2 separate regions of the Ovis aries genome follow, and region 2 is linked to region 1. Evidence: chromatin contacts called from public Hi-C data. All regions are on one chromosome and are shown on one strand. The core of a region is the stretch at or near the end of the contact, and the rest is flanking DNA. Distances in the headings are between cores, read along the strand shown.

The links. A called contact is a pair of places that touch in the nucleus more often than the background predicts.
Region 2: a Hi-C map of hypothalamus shows a contact between it and region 1, with 4 times the contacts expected there. The contact joins the enhancer-like site here to the promoter of INHBE in region 1. A contact is called at or near these places in 9 of 16 Hi-C or Micro-C datasets (blood, hypothalamus, liver and 5 more).

What each region holds. Positions count from the first base shown.
Region 1 is chr3:162,181,323-162,188,900 of ARS-UI_Ramb_v3.0, reverse strand. It overlaps INHBE (inhibin subunit beta E), which reads left to right and starts at 3,900. Exons shown (of 2, transcript XM_004006544.5): 1 at 3,900-4,472; 2 at 4,723-6,224. The coding sequence starts at 4,175. The coding sequence ends at 5,471. It overlaps INHBC (inhibin subunit beta C), which reads left to right. Exons shown (of 2, transcript XM_004006545.6): 2 at 1-1,754.
Region 2 is chr3:162,266,072-162,273,649 of ARS-UI_Ramb_v3.0, reverse strand. The region is part of intron 3 of R3HDM2 (R3H domain containing 2); the gene reads right to left. Among named protein-coding and RNA genes, the nearest start is that of R3HDM2, 61 kb to the right of the region's middle. Within about 2 kb of position 4,314, at least 6 of the 54 cell types and tissues checked have an H3K27ac peak or open chromatin away from gene starts, as enhancers often do.

The DNA of each region.
Region 1 (7,578 bases), core at 2,651-5,150:
GCAATCCCGCCCACAATCCACAGTGCCTCCCTGCCCTTTCTACTGCACATCCCCCACTACAGGATGAATTGGCCAGCCCTGTTCCTTGCTTTTCTGGATCTCCAGAGAGTCCCTCCCTTAGACTCACCAAACATTACATCCTGTTTATGTCTTGAGCCCTTTTCCCTCTGACTTGCCCAGTGGGTTGCTGAAGCCTCTCTTGGCATGCCTTCATTCACTCTTTGTCCTTCTCCGTCCGGCTCTGTACCCTTGGGGGCAGACTCACCTGAGTTCCTTTGGCCTCTGGCTTCCTGCCGAGTTTGACTGGCTTAGCAAACTAGCAAGAATGGAAAGCTCTTACAAGCCAAGAGCGTGGAAGCAAGGATACCAGAACTTAGGCAGAGCTGGAGCTGTGGAGGGGGTGGGGAGCTGGACAGGAGTTGTAGGGATATAGGCATAGCCATAGTTACACAGAACCATGGAACCTAGGCAGAGGGAAAGGAGTAAGAAACACGCTGGCCTCTGTCTCCTCTTAGCCTTTGATCTGCCTTTTGCTAGTTCCTGGGTGCTTCAACATCCCTCCTCAGTTCCCTTAAGCCTGCCCATACCTCTGAAAAGAGGTCCTTCACTGAGTCTTCTTAGTGATGCCAACATAGACAGCTGAGTGGGTCTTTTATTTCCTGCCAGGACCCTGATTGGTACCCCCGATAACACAGAGCCTGCCTGCCCTGCCCACTTTTCTCTCCTCACAGTCTCCTTAGGGCTGAACTTTATGTCTGTCCCACACATCATGACTCCTCCTTCCCCAGGCTGCCTCCTTTCTTAGGCCCCATCCTACTTCCTAGAACCATCTTCACTGGTCTTCCAGCTAATAAAGACCTGGGCTTTACTTGCTCCTCTCCTCCCTCTGTCCTCGGTCCAAGAGATGAGACAGATCACTGCTCAGCCAGCAAGTAGGTGACAACCTGTGGGCACACACATGGTGGGAGGCAGAGACGAGGCAGCCTTCCTTCACTGATCCTCAGGGCTCCAGCCAGGAGTCCTGTCTGGGAGATGGAACTGGCCAAGGGCCACTTGAGTAGGATGGGGAGAAGAAAAGGAAAGTCTGCGGAGAGGAGAGGGAGGTATTTGCTCTGAGACTGGGTCCTCTCCAGACCTTTGCCCTCTTCCCCCACCATTGCCCCCCCACCCCTGTTAGCTGGACAGCCCTGAACCATTGGGTCGATATTGTCTGCAACCCAAGGCCGAGATTGTGCAAAACCCATGTGTCCTTTGGGAAACGTGCTGTCTGTGTTTGTTCAGCATATAACCCCCTCCTATCCAGGTCTGAGGTCCCTGGAAAAGGCACCCTAAAGGATACAGTCTGAAAGACCTCCTGGAGAAAGGCAAATCTGAGCTGCGGGCTTCGTGAGCAAATGCTTACTCGCTCAGAAGTTCTCTGTCCTTTGACTTTATGAGATCTTAACCTAAGGAGAGAATCTAAGGAAGCCTTCTGGTGCTTGGCTGCCCTCTTCCACCACTGTTTCCCACCCCAAATCCACCTCCTCCCAAATCTAACCGCCCTCCTTCCAACTATAGCTTCAGTCCCCAGGGTCAAGACTAAGGTGAGGTGAAGTGAGGTACTTGCCTTGGAGACAGAATTTTAAGGGGATGTCAAAAATTCCATCAGTCAAGATAAATAATATTTTAATGCAATATTTTTTTTAAAAATCAATGCAAAAATATCCAAGATGAACAAAATAGCAAATTTTAAAATAAACTAAATGTAACAGGAATCAGTACTATTCCTTCTCTTTTTTGGCTCTGCTTTTGACAAAGAAGAAACAGTGGAATTGTCCTCTTCCCAACCTTTTCCTCCAGCGCTCCCTGGCCCCTGACACTAGGCTCCTCAGGCTTTTCTCTGTAGGGCAAGATACTCACTCAGGCTCCTTCTACTTCCTCACCCACTCTCAAGCCTGTCGCTACCCCCCAGCCCCCAGCCAGGTTGGTGGTAGGGCGGGCCTGTGAGGCAGATGGCTGGGGTATTTATAACCTGGGAGCACTTCTTGGGAAAAGTGACTAAGATGCTAAGAGCATATTTATAGCTGGGTTCTGACGTAAGTGTCACTGGGGAGGTAGGGGCAGGCCATGCACAGCAGCAAGAGGGTAAGAAGAGCTGGAAATTGGGGGCACCTGACAGAGAGGTCAGGGGAGGAATGGGGTTGGTGACTCCTGCAGTCACTTCTGGATGCTCCCTTGACTCAGGCTCACCCACAGGTTAGCCCTCGGAGACAGCGCCACAGGCAGAAACCTGAGCTTTGCAGTTCTAGGGTCCAGACCCCAGGGGGTGAGAGGGCTGTCACTCACAAGCTTGACCAACAGAGAGGGCCCTGGCAGCTCGGCAGAGCCCTGGCCAAAGGGACTTGAATATGACTCAAGATCTAGGGAGAAAGGCAGGGTGGAGAGAGGGTCTAAAAGTCTCATTGGCCCCCTCCCCACCACAGGTGCTGTAGCATGGCACCCATCACTGCCCTCCATTGCCACATGTCAGGGATGAGGTCCAAAACTGAACTGAAGGTAGCAGTGATGTGGTCCTGATGACAGCCTCAGCTTTCCGGCAGCGGCAAGCGGAGAGAGCTGAGGCACCAGCTTCTCATTCTTCTTGCGTAGAGGCAGGGTCCCCAGAGGGAGAGGTGGGGAAGCAAGCCCTCTGAATTTCTCCACATCCCAGAGCAGCCCCTTCCCTGGGAAGCTGGTCAGCGCTAAGCCCTCTGCTGTCCAGCGGCTCAGCACTGCCACATGGTGGACACTGGCGGTACTGAGTCCCGGCCCCCAAAGTGCCACCTCTCTTCCCCTGTGCCAGAATCTAGCAGTCTATCTTGAGAGCCCCCAATGGCTGAATAGCCGGGAGATTAACAAACTGGAATAGGGGCCCATTTCCCAAAACACACTCACTTCCTCCCAGCTTCTTGAAGAAACTGGGGCATAAGGAGAAAGGCTGATGACATGAGGCCTTGGTCCTCTCATTTAAAGGCAGTGAGGAGTGTGATAAGGAAGGCTGGGGTTGGGACTCAGGTTGCTATACTGGCTATGTTTTGTTCTTAAAAGCTCATAAATCTTCAATGTCCCATCATTAACCAAGGCTGGCACCACTCCTAGGATACCCCAAATCTAGGCAGCTCTTGGAGTCCCCTGAAAGAGAACCAATGTCTGGGACAGGCCCTTCCAAGTCTCATGCCCTTCTGCCATCCTTGATGGACTCTGCCCTGATGTAATATTGCATCACCACCACCCCCACCTCTCCAGGTTTCCCCAGACATCACAGTGACATGCCATCCCCCGCCCAGGCTCCAGCCCTCGTCCACGTTGTGCTCTGGTCCAACTGGACTCTGGGCAGCCAGCACAGGCAAGGTCAGGAGGTAACTTCTGTGCCCCATGACACTGCCACCTTGGCCTGGGCAAGAGGACTCCATTCCTACCGCCAGCCCCCCGGCCTCTCGCCCTTGTCCCAGCCCCATTGCTAGAAATCAAAAAGAACCAAGTTCTCCTTCTAGCCCAGAAAAATAACCACTGAGACTCCCAGCTGCCTCATGGAAACTGCTGCAACAGTGGAGGCCAGGAGCTAGACAGACTGGAGGTATGGGGGGAAGTGACCTTCCTTCCTTGCTCACATGGAGCTCCCTCCCCCGAGCCCCAGACCTTGGGGATTGAGCCTGTGAAATCCTCCTCCTTCTTGCATCATACGTGTCCACATCGCCCCCCACCCCCCCACCCCTACCTCAAGCTCCGTGACCAGGGCCAGATGGTGAAACCTGAGCTCCAGGGGGGAACCTCCACCCACGGCAGGGGCCTGATGGGCAGCACAGCTGGCCAATCCTGGGGCTCAGAGGGTAGGTCTGCCTGCTGACCACTAGGTGAGGGAGCCCTAGGCTGCTGGCTCCAGAGAGGCCCCGGTCAGTAGTCAGACATGAGCTGTGAGGGTCGAACTGGCAGACTGCACTGAACATCGCTACCCATTGGACCATCCACTGTCTGCCTTCCTGAGTTCCAGGCAACAGAAGACAGGTGGCTCTACCCTTGGCCAAGGGTAGGTGTGGCACTGGTGGCTGCAGCTGCCGTGTCCTCCTCATTGGCCTCCACACAGCCAGACTCGACAGGAGGAGCAACGGTCCTCCAAGGCCCCCGACCTGACCCTGGGCTGTTCACCACCAAGGCCATGGGACTCCACAAGGTCCAGCTCCAACTGGTGCTGCTGTGGGCACTGGTGTGGGCACAGGTGGCAGGGTCTGCGTGTCCGTCCTGTGGGGGCCCCACACTGGCACCCCAAGCAGAGCGAGCTCTGGTCCTCAAGCTGGCCAAGCAGCAAATCCTCGAGGGACTACAGCTGACCAGTCGTCCCCGGATGACTCATCCTCCACCCCCGGCTGTGCTCACCAGAGCCCTCCGGAGACTGCAGCGGGGAAGAGTGGCTCCAGCGAATGGGGAGCAGGTCATCAGCTTTGCAGTCCTCACAGGTGGGTGAAGGAGAGACAGGCAGAGAGCTGACAGGGCAGGGAGGCAGAAGGGGAACTCGACAATGATAGCAGGAGCAGAGGGAGTCGGGTCTGGAAGGAAGAGGAGGAACTGGAGCCGGACTGGCCTCGGAGTCCCTGCTTCTTCCGAAGTTGGGAGCTGGCGAGAGCGGCGGGCAGGGCTCTTGGGAGTCTCACGGGACAGCATCATCTCCGCTCACATTCTCCAATCCCTTCTCCATCTTTCTGGCAGACTCCTCCACCGCCACCTGCAGCTCCACGCTCACCTTCCACCTGTCCACTCCTCGGTCCCATCACCTGTATCATGCTCGCCTCTGGCTGCATGTGCTCCCCACCCTTCCCGGCCCTCTTTCCTTGAGGATTTTCCGATGGGGGGGCAGGAGGAGAGGCCGAGGGTCCCGCGTCTTTCTGGCTGAGCACCAGTTGACAACCCCGGGCTGGCACGCCCTGACTCTGCCCTCTAGCGGCTTGAAGCGTGAGGAGTCTGGTGTCTTGAAACTCCGACTGGACTGCAGTTCCCTAGAAGGCAACCGCACTGTCGCCCCACAGCTCCTGGACTCAGCGGGAGAGCAGCGGCCCTTCCTGGAACTTAAGACTCGGCCCAAATGGCCTGGAGCAGCCCGGGCCAGGAGGAGGACCCCCAGCTGTGAGCCGGCGACCCCCTTATGCTGTCGGCGAGACCATTATGTAGACTTCCAGGAGCTGGGATGGCGGGATTGGATCCTGCAACCCGAGGGGTACCGGTTGAATTTCTGCAGTGGCCAGTGTCCCCCCCACCTGGCTGGCAGCCCCGGCATCGCCGCCTCCTTCCATTCCGCTGTCTTCAGCCTCCTCAAGGCCAACAACCCTTGGCCCTTGGGTACTTCCTGCTGTGTCCCTACTGCCCGAAGGCCTCTCTCTCTCCTCTACCTTGACCGTGATGGCAACGTGGTCAAGACAGATGTGCCGGATATGGTGGTAGAGGCCTGTGGCTGCAGCTAGCAAGAGGACCTGGGGGTCTGGAGTGAAGAGATCAACCTAGGGGTCCCCAGGCAGAGGGCCTCTGTGGCTGGAGGCATCAGGTTCCTGACCCACACCTCCACCCCATGGGTCATCTGGCAATATGACTGGATTGACCCTCTGAGACCCAAATGGGCACTTTTGTGTCCAGTCTCTGGCCCATTTCAGGCTGGTTGATATGTGGGGGAGATGGGGAAAGTGTGTCCTGTAAAGGAGTCTATCCAGAAAGCGTTGAGTTCCTACCCTAAACTGTCCAAGAAGATGGGAGGGAATGTGGGAAGGAAAGGGCAGAGAAAAATCACTTAGTCTCTCCAGAGAAGAGAAAGTCCTCAAGTAAGGGAAGGAAGGAGCAACCAAGAGCCCAGCAACCTTGGGATGGGGGAGACAGTCTGGCCAAGGGTAGGGGCTGTGGAAGTGCTAGAAGGGAGGCTCAACAGGGACCTGGGCAAGGGGCTAAGGGGAGGTGTTTAGGGAAGCCCCAGAAATGGGAGTCCAGAGAGAGTGGTGCTAAGCCTGAAAAGTTTTCTGGTTTTTCTCTGGGACAGGACCCATTGGGGAGGCAAATGTTTATACTTTCCTAATAAAAATGAAGAAAAAAAATCAAGCGTGAATCACGAAGGGCTGGGATGATGGTCCAAAGTAACAGTTCTCAGAGTGTGGCTTGGGAACTCACAGGAGGTCCCTGAGACCCTTTCACATGGTCAAAACTATTTTCACAATAAAACTAAGATGGTACTTGCCTTTTCATTTTCAACATCTCAATAGTCTAGAGTGGAGTTTTCCAGAAGCCAGAGGACATGTGATTATGTCATCTTTCTGACATCTTTGTTAATGGGATGTGTGCTTGTGTATTCTTGGGTTACAACTTTTTTTTCAGTTTTAATGTCTAGCATGGTAAGTTGATATAAACACATAAACAGAATCTCAATAATTTTTAAGAGTGTAAAAGGGATATTGAAAGCAAATTGAGAATCGCTGATCTAGAGTCTTGGATGGGGAGGAGAAAGCAGTGTACTCTGAAAGAACTCCACTGGAAGGAACATTGCATGGTCCCTCCTCCAATCATCATTGATCTCACCTGACCCTCTGGGTTTAACTAGTGTCTGGGTCAAAGTCATGTGGGGGAGGGAGGTTAAAATAGGGCTCCTTATCTGTCCTCCCACAGTTACTACATATATTTGTCAGGCCTCAGACCTCTCCCTAGTTTCACCTTTCCCCTTGACCCTCAGACTGAAGAGTTAACTAATTGACCCTCCAAATCCAAGGAGGGGTGGTTCTTGGAAGTAGAACTAAGATGTGGGAGGTCTATCCGAGGGGTGATGGAAGAGGCTCCTTCCCCCAACCCATGTCTTCTCCCCTTTCTCCTAAAAAAAAGTCAGAGAGACTAAAATAGCTGCCCCTTCCCCTGCATCCGGTAACCATGGCAACACAAATCCTAAAGAAAGGGCAATCCCCTATCAGACACCACCACTCTGAAGTAGGAGCCTCTGCCAGTGTACCCCTCTGTTTCTTTGGGCTTATATAACCCTTCCATGGGCTCCCAGCTGGGCTTTGGTGGGGGGAATCTAAGCTTCCCCCATTCTCATCTGCCTCCAATCAGACTCGGAGAAGGTGTCATGTACCAGAAGGACCAGCAGAGGGAGCAGGCAGCTTTGCTGAGCAGCAAGAGTGCAGGCAGCGTAGAGGTGCAGAGGTGGCCCCAGCCTCCAGAACTTCGATGTGAAGAAAAGCAGTTCTCTGGGAACAGAGCTTCCGTCTCAGAGTTCCTTAATAATTTTGTGAACACAAACCCTGCCCTACATCCAGGGCCGCAGCCGCTAACTCCTCCCTTTTATACTGCCTGGACCCCTTACCTTCCGCCCAGGGCTCCCAACCCAACTCTGTCCCAACCTTGTTTCCATCCGAACTCTGTCCCAACCCCTTTATGTTCGATCCAAAGGGTGAGGCCGGCAGAAAAACTACAGGACTGTGGAATGCTCAGTTAGCACCAACTAAAGTCGACGACCCCTACTTCCAATATTCTTTTTCCCGAGTGAGTTTTTTGGTCATTCTCTCCGCCCCTCAATCTATTTCTCAATTTGTTTTTTTC
Region 2 (7,578 bases), core at 3,065-5,564, 84 kb before region 1:
CCCATCACATTCTCAAAAACATTATTATGGGGGTTTCCCTGGTGGTCTAGTGGTTGAGAATCCGCCTGTCAACGCAGGGGACACAGGTCTAGTCTGGGAAGATCCCACATGCCATGGAGCAACCAAGTCCATTTGTCACAACTACTGAGCCAGTGCTCTGGGCCCATAAGAGCTGCAACTGCTTAAGCCCACACCCCTATATTTGTGCTCTGCAACAAGAGAACCCACTGCAGTAAGAAGCCCATGCAACCACTGCGAAGTGTAGCCCCCATTCACAACTAGAGAAAGCCTGCCTGGCAATGAAGACCCAGCGCAGCCACAAATAAATAAACAAAATCTTTTCTAAGAAACATTATGACATTCAAATTTTCTTAAACCAATCCACTTATCTCTTTGGTGAATGCTCATTTTCAAACTAAAGGTTAAAATATTGTGGCAGAAGCAGGTAATTTGGAAACAAATCTATTCCGAAACAGACTAAAACTTTGACAACGTTGTACCTAACACTTTCAGAGAAACAGAAGGAAGGCTGGTAAAAAGATAGTGTAGCAGCATACCCTAAATAACTGAGAATTAAAAACGTGTCAACAAAGGGGACCTGTTGTGGATGTGCTTTCGGATTCCAAACCCTAAAACTAGGCTGGGTGTTTAATAAAATTACATTCTCCATATTGGTCTGATTCCAAAACCCATCTACAACATAAGGCATCATCTTAAAGAACTACTTTTGGTGACTTCAAAATACTATTAGCAAAAAATAAGCATCATATTCCTGGATACTGGCTAAATAAATCTGCAATAGCCCTAAATTCCATGACTGAATTTAGATTAACAAGCTCCTCCATGAACTAAATTCAAAGCTTTCTTGAAAAAAGAAAAAAAAGACACAAAAGGCAAAAAGTTCCAACACATCCTATTCCAAACCAAAAATACAAAGCTATAAATGTCTAGACATGCCTCAAGGTGTATGATTACTGAAGCTAATTAGCATTCTCAAAATTAAACATCCACAGCAATGCTTAAAGGATCGGGGGGGGGGGTGGGTTGGGGAGATGTCTCTCTCAAATAAATTAAGAAAATAGGATTCTGGAATTACCTAATGTAAGTTGCTAGGAGAAGAAAAATGATTATCAGCTTTCTAAGTCTCAACTAAAATGTGAGACTTCTTGTTGCTATTATTCACTGGGAAAGTAAGAATTAAATTGGGCAGGAAGCTCAGACTGATATTAATTTTGTAATAAAGATAACATGAAAGATCCTTTCATTCATACTAAAAAGATGGTGTTTTAGAAAGAAAACACATTTTTTAAAATCTACAGTAAATCATCACTTTCTATAAGATCATGACAGCAGAGTTGCACCATATAATTTTACCTCTATTCCTCACTTACCTTTATCCTAACAATGACTGTACTATGAGATCCTGGGTAAAAAGGATTCAGTATTCTGTACAGTATAGTTTTTAGAGATTTCTAATTCCACACCTGCCACTTAAAAACTGTGTGATGTTGGATAAGTTACTTATTTTCTTGGTGCCTCAGTTTCCCTTAGGGCTTTCCTGAGTGGCTCAGTGGTAAAGAATCCGCCTGCCAAAGCAGAAGATGTGTATTTGATCCCTGGTCAGGAAGATCTCCTGGAGAAGGAAATGGCAACCCACTCCAGTATTCTTGCCTGGGACATCCCATGGACAAAGGAGACTGGTGGGCTACAGTCCATTGGGGTGCAAAAGAGTTGAAAAAGACTAAGCAACTAAACAACAAAAACCAAAACTAAGATCAGGGACACTATTTTTTAAATTTGGAAGAATTAAAATAGAAATATTCTTAACTGTTTTATGGTTTCTCTGAAATTGAGGGCCTTGCTGGTATAGAATGAACAGAGTTAAGTAGGTCCAGACTGACATTAGGTTTTAAGGCCCTCAATATGCATTCTCCTTTTAGAGATAAACATTCTGGGATGCAGACTAATTATCCTATGCCAGAAGAATGAAGTTCCCTTCCTGTACCTACTAGGAAAATTAATGGTATAGGAGACAAATAAGTAAATTCTCATGTGCTAAGTGCTAGCTAGAGCTGCTCACAAGGTTAAATGGGAATAGAGGAAGCGGTCATCTAAATCACACTGGAGAGAAGGCTTTCAGAAGGAGGCGATGCTTAAGCCTAATCCTCAAGGAAAAACAGCAAAACAGAGGAAATGGAGAAACAGATCTAGATTCCATATTTAACGACTGGATGATGTGAAGCCAGATACTTAATCTCTCTAAACTCCAGTTTCTTCATCTATAAAATGAAATGGTAAAAGTACTTCATTTGGAAGACTGTGTGAAGATTAAATGAGATAATACATGCAAAGAATAATGCCAGGAACATAATGTGAACCCAACAAACAATAATACCATTAACAAAGATATATGGGTCACCATGATGCTTTCTCAGAACTGCAAGTATTGCATAAAAAAAGCTATACCATAAGACACTCACAGAAAAGTGGCTACAAAAGAAGTTAGAGGTTAGTGGAAACAGGCTCATGAAATATCTTGTGTAGTGGGATTTCTCGGTGGTCCTGTGGCTAAGACTCCACACTCTCAATACAGGGGCCCTAGGTTTAACTCCTGGGCAGGGAACTAGATCCTACATGGACCCAGCACAACCAATTATATATATATATATGTACATAAATCTGTTATACTAACTAAAGCAATGGGAAACTTATAAAGGACATCCAGAAAGGAGACACATGATTATACTTCTATTTTAAAAAGATTACTTTTGCTACAAAAGTAATGGGTTAAGAAAGCAGATAAACTAGAGGCAGAGACACTAACTAGGGAAAAGACGAGATAAGCATTCTGGCTGGAGAATGAAGGGACTCTGATCCAAGAAGCATTAAGGAGGCAGAATCATTAAGACATGGTGACACAGGAGATAAGTGTGATGATAGGGAGAAGTCAAAGAGGACATCCAGGCAGCCAGAGACAAAAGCAGCTCTCAAAGTGTGGCCTGGGAATTCCTACAACTTTTTGAAGGAATATGCAAGATCAAAACCATTTTTATAAGCATGTTAAACCTTATTCACCCTTTTCGTGTATCTCAAAGATATACAAGAGCATTTTCCGAAAGCTACATGACATATAATATCACAACTAATTGAATGAAAAGCAGATATGAGACTCATCTGTATTCTATTAACCCCAACACTAAATTATTTGGAAAAATTAAAAACAATGACACATTTCTTATAAATGTTGTTGCTGTTGTGGGGAAAAATATTTAGTTCACTTTTATGTTAACATGTAATGGATTTATTACCATACTTAAATGAACTAATGTGTTTTAAAATTCTCAGTTTTAATTTCTAATACATTAATATTGATAGATATAACCTACATTAAAAAAAGCTCTTTTGGAGGCTTTGATAATTTCTAAGCGTGTAAAGACATTATAATACCAAAAAGTTTGAGAACAACAGGGGTAAACAGACATTTCTCAGTATTCTAAGATATGCATTTTGAAGGAGAATAGTCAGTCTGTAAAGAAAGAAAGAAAGAATAAAGCTCTACTTAAAACATGGTATATGTGATATACTGACAAAGTGCCCAGTAGGCAGTTACACTGATGGAACTGGATAACTAGACCACCAGATTGTGACAGAGCTGAAACCTTGGATTTTAAAGGGAGAGTGCATGGTGAGAACACTGGCAGATTAACAGCAGAAAAGCCTAGAAAGGTGAGCAGAGGTTTCAGGATACACCAATATGTAAGGAATAAAGAAGTAGAAGAGAACTCCACATAGAAAAGAAAAGGTTACAAAAATTAGAAATAAAAATGAAAACTAAAGCAGCATGTGAAAGTGAGGTGAAAGTGAAAGTCGCGCAGCCATGTCTGACTCTTTGCAACCCCATGAACTATACAGTCCATGGAGTTCTCTTATCACCAGCTATAAACTAAAGAGAAAAAAGCTGCTCAGGATGCTGAAGAAAAGCAAAACACCAGTTCAGCATTAGTAACGGCAAGAAAATAGAGAAGTGAAATCCAGTATTAATTCAAAAACCTCATTTTAGGCAGGAGTTTCAATTTCTTCTCATACAGTACTCTTTCCTTATCTGAGTTATTTACAAACAACAATGATTTCTGGTTCATCATTTTTGCCTTCTCTCTCCACCCTCTAGAGGAAATGCAGACCGAAAAATGATCAAAAGGATAGAGATAGAAAGAAAAGGAAAGATGACTCAATGAAAAGGCATTCATTCACTCATGCAACAAGTACTCACTCACTGAGTAACCATTCTGTGCAATGCATCCATGATACACACTGCGGAAAATCAGCTGACTAATAAATATACCAAGCTACGCCCCTGTACATCAGCAGAGGCAATAGACTGGGAATAGAAGTAAAACTTTCCTAATGAGACTAGCATAAGCAGAGACAGCTCTATTCTAAAGGTGGCTCTAGCAGATTTCCAGAGCTCAGTTACCTAATTGCTGAAATGTGTCCTCATTCCACAAAATAACTCCAAAGAAGTATTTCCTTCAAGTGTTTGATAGCTACATGATCCTGTGGTGACGCTTATCTCTTTGAATTTTATATAGGCAAGTGCAGTTTTGAAATGCAGAGCACACTCTTTAAGAAACACTTGTATACATATTAAAACATCAAAAGCTCTGATATAAGCTCCAAAACTAATAATAAAGGTCAAAGGAGAATTACCCAGCTAGATGCACCTAAGCTTAAAAAGCAGCTTCTTAAACTGGTTAACTCTACCCTTTAGATAAAAGAAACTATGATCTTAAATATATGGTCATTCTTTCAAGAAAAGGACTGTAAGGATAAGAATAAAGATATTCGAAAATATCCAGAATCTAGCATTACATCCAAATAGAAACCTGAACAAGAAAGGATATATCATCACACACAAGTGTCACAAAAATATTTTCACATCATCATTGTGTTCTATGGTAGCTGACCTATTTCTAGCTCTAAACCTGTATCTGATTGATTCGCAAACTTCTGAAAGGACCTGAGCTTCAAGAGACACTGAACAACATCAGAAGTATCTTTTGTCTGAGTTATATTTAGCCTCCATTCCCACCTCATTCCCACCCTTTTTAAAACAACCTGAGAAAGGAAGGAATTTTTGGACAGTAGTTAATAACAATGGATGTTCCTAGTGTTATTGAAAATTCTGAGGGTGGGATGGGGATTTCACTTCTGACTAACTTGGAATAACAGGAATGATATTTATATTACTGGCAGAAATAATTTAAAAAATCAGACAAATGTGCAAAACACTGGTGTTTAAGACACTGAACATGAGGCAATGAAGGACAATGACTCCTGAGAGATGAGGAAAAAATAAGGTGAGCTCTGTATTATACTGCGTGCTCAGTCTATGTCTGACTCTGCACCCTATGGACCGTAGCCAGTCAGGCTCCTCTGTCCACGGGATTTTTCAGGGAAGAATACTGGAGTGGGTTGCCATTTCCTACTGAAGGGAGATCTTCCCAAACCAAGGATCGATTCCGTGCCTTTTGTGACTCCTGTGTTGGCAGGCAGATCCTTTATCACTGAGCCACCTGGGAAGCCCCAACCAAGCTCTATATTACCTAAGTTTAATGCCTAGAGAGTTTTCAAGAAATATCAAAAGGAAGAAAGAGTCTAAGGGAAACCTAGGTATGTTCCTACAGGCTTCCTAAGTGGAGAACACAGGAGTGAGAGCCTGAGAGAGCAAAGGAGTCTAGAGTTAGAGTAAGCCACAGATTGGAGAAAAAATCTGCAAACCACATAACCAACAAAAGACTTGTATACAGAATATATAAAGAATTCTCAAACTCAACAGTAAAGAAACAAATTTAAAAAAAAAATGGGTAGTAGACATGAACAGACATATTGAAAATCAACCATTAGGGAAATACAAATTCAAACCATAGTGAGATATTACTATACATCTATCATAATGGCTAAAATAAAAAATACTGTCAATACCAAATGCTGGCAAGGATGCAGAAAAACTAGATCACTGGTAGGAATATAATATGGCACAGCCACTCTGGAAGAAAGTAGAGCAGTTTCTTATGAAATGAAATATGCAGTTACCATGCTATTAAGTAACTATAATTTGGACCTTTATTTCAGAAAAATAAAAAATTATACAAAAACATGTTTATGAATGTTCACATGTATATGAATGTATAGCCTTATTTACAATAGCCTAAAAATGGAGCCAACACAAAAATCTTTCAACACATGAATGTTTAAACAGACTTGGGACAGCCATACCACGGAACACTACTTAGCAACAGGAACTATTGATACACACAACAACTTTTTTGGATCTCAAGGGAATTATGCTGAGTAAGGGGGAAAAAAGGTCAATCTTAAAGGGTTACATGGTGTATGATTCCTTTTAAATAACATTCTGAGGACTTCCCTAATGACTCAGTGGATAAGAATCTGCCTGCAAACGCAGGGGACACAGGTTTGATCCCTGCTTGGGGAAGATGCCACATGCCTCAAGAGTAACTAAGCCCATGCACCAAAACCACTGAGCCTGCACTCTAGAGGCTGAGAGCCACAACAACTGAAGCCCATGCACCTAGGGCCTGTGCTCTGCAACAAGAGAAGCCACTGCAGTGAGAAGCCCTCACACCACAATGAAGAGTAGCCCTGCTCACCACAGCTAGAGAAAGGCCATGAGCAGCAAAGAAGACCCAGCAAAGCCAAAAATAAATCATTAAAAAGTGGCAAATGTGAAAGAAAACTTTTGAGATGACAGTATTATAGAGATGGAGAACAGATATTGGTTGTCAGGGTTTCAGGTTTTTCAGTGGGGTGGAGGGAGGTAGGGGTGGTTTTAAAAGGGCAACAGGGACTTCCCAGATGGTCCAGGGGTTAACACCACGTTCCCAATGCAGAAGGCACGGGGAACTGGCTAGGGAACTAAGACCCCACATGCCGCACAGTGCAGCCAAAAGAAAAAGGGTAGGGGCAACACGAAAAATTCTTGTGGGAATAAAACTGTTCTGTACTCCCACAAATTCACATGTGACGAAATTCCCTAAGAACTACATGCACACAAACATACACGTGGGACTAGATCTAAAATGCTGATCAGGTATGAATAAACTCTGCAGACTATACCAATATCAATTTGCTAGCTTGATATGCTCCTATAGTTATACAAACTGATACCACTAGGAGAAATTGTGTGAAAAACACATGGAACATGTGCAACTTCTTGTAAATTACACTTATTTCCTAATGAAAAGATAAATGACTAAGAAACAATGTAGACTATAGAATTAGTAAAGAAAGACATTTCGAAAATTATTAAAACTATATATGCAAATATATTCTCCAAGCCAGATTTCAACAGTACGTGAATCATGAACCTCCACATGTTCAAGCTGGATTTAGAAAATGCAGAGGAACCAAAGATCAAATTGCCAACATCCACTGGAACACTGAAAAAGCCAGAGAATTCCAGAAAAACATCTACTTATGCTTTATTGACTACACCAAAGCCTTTGAGTGTGTGGATCACAACAGATTATGAAAAATTCTTGAAGAGATGGGAATACC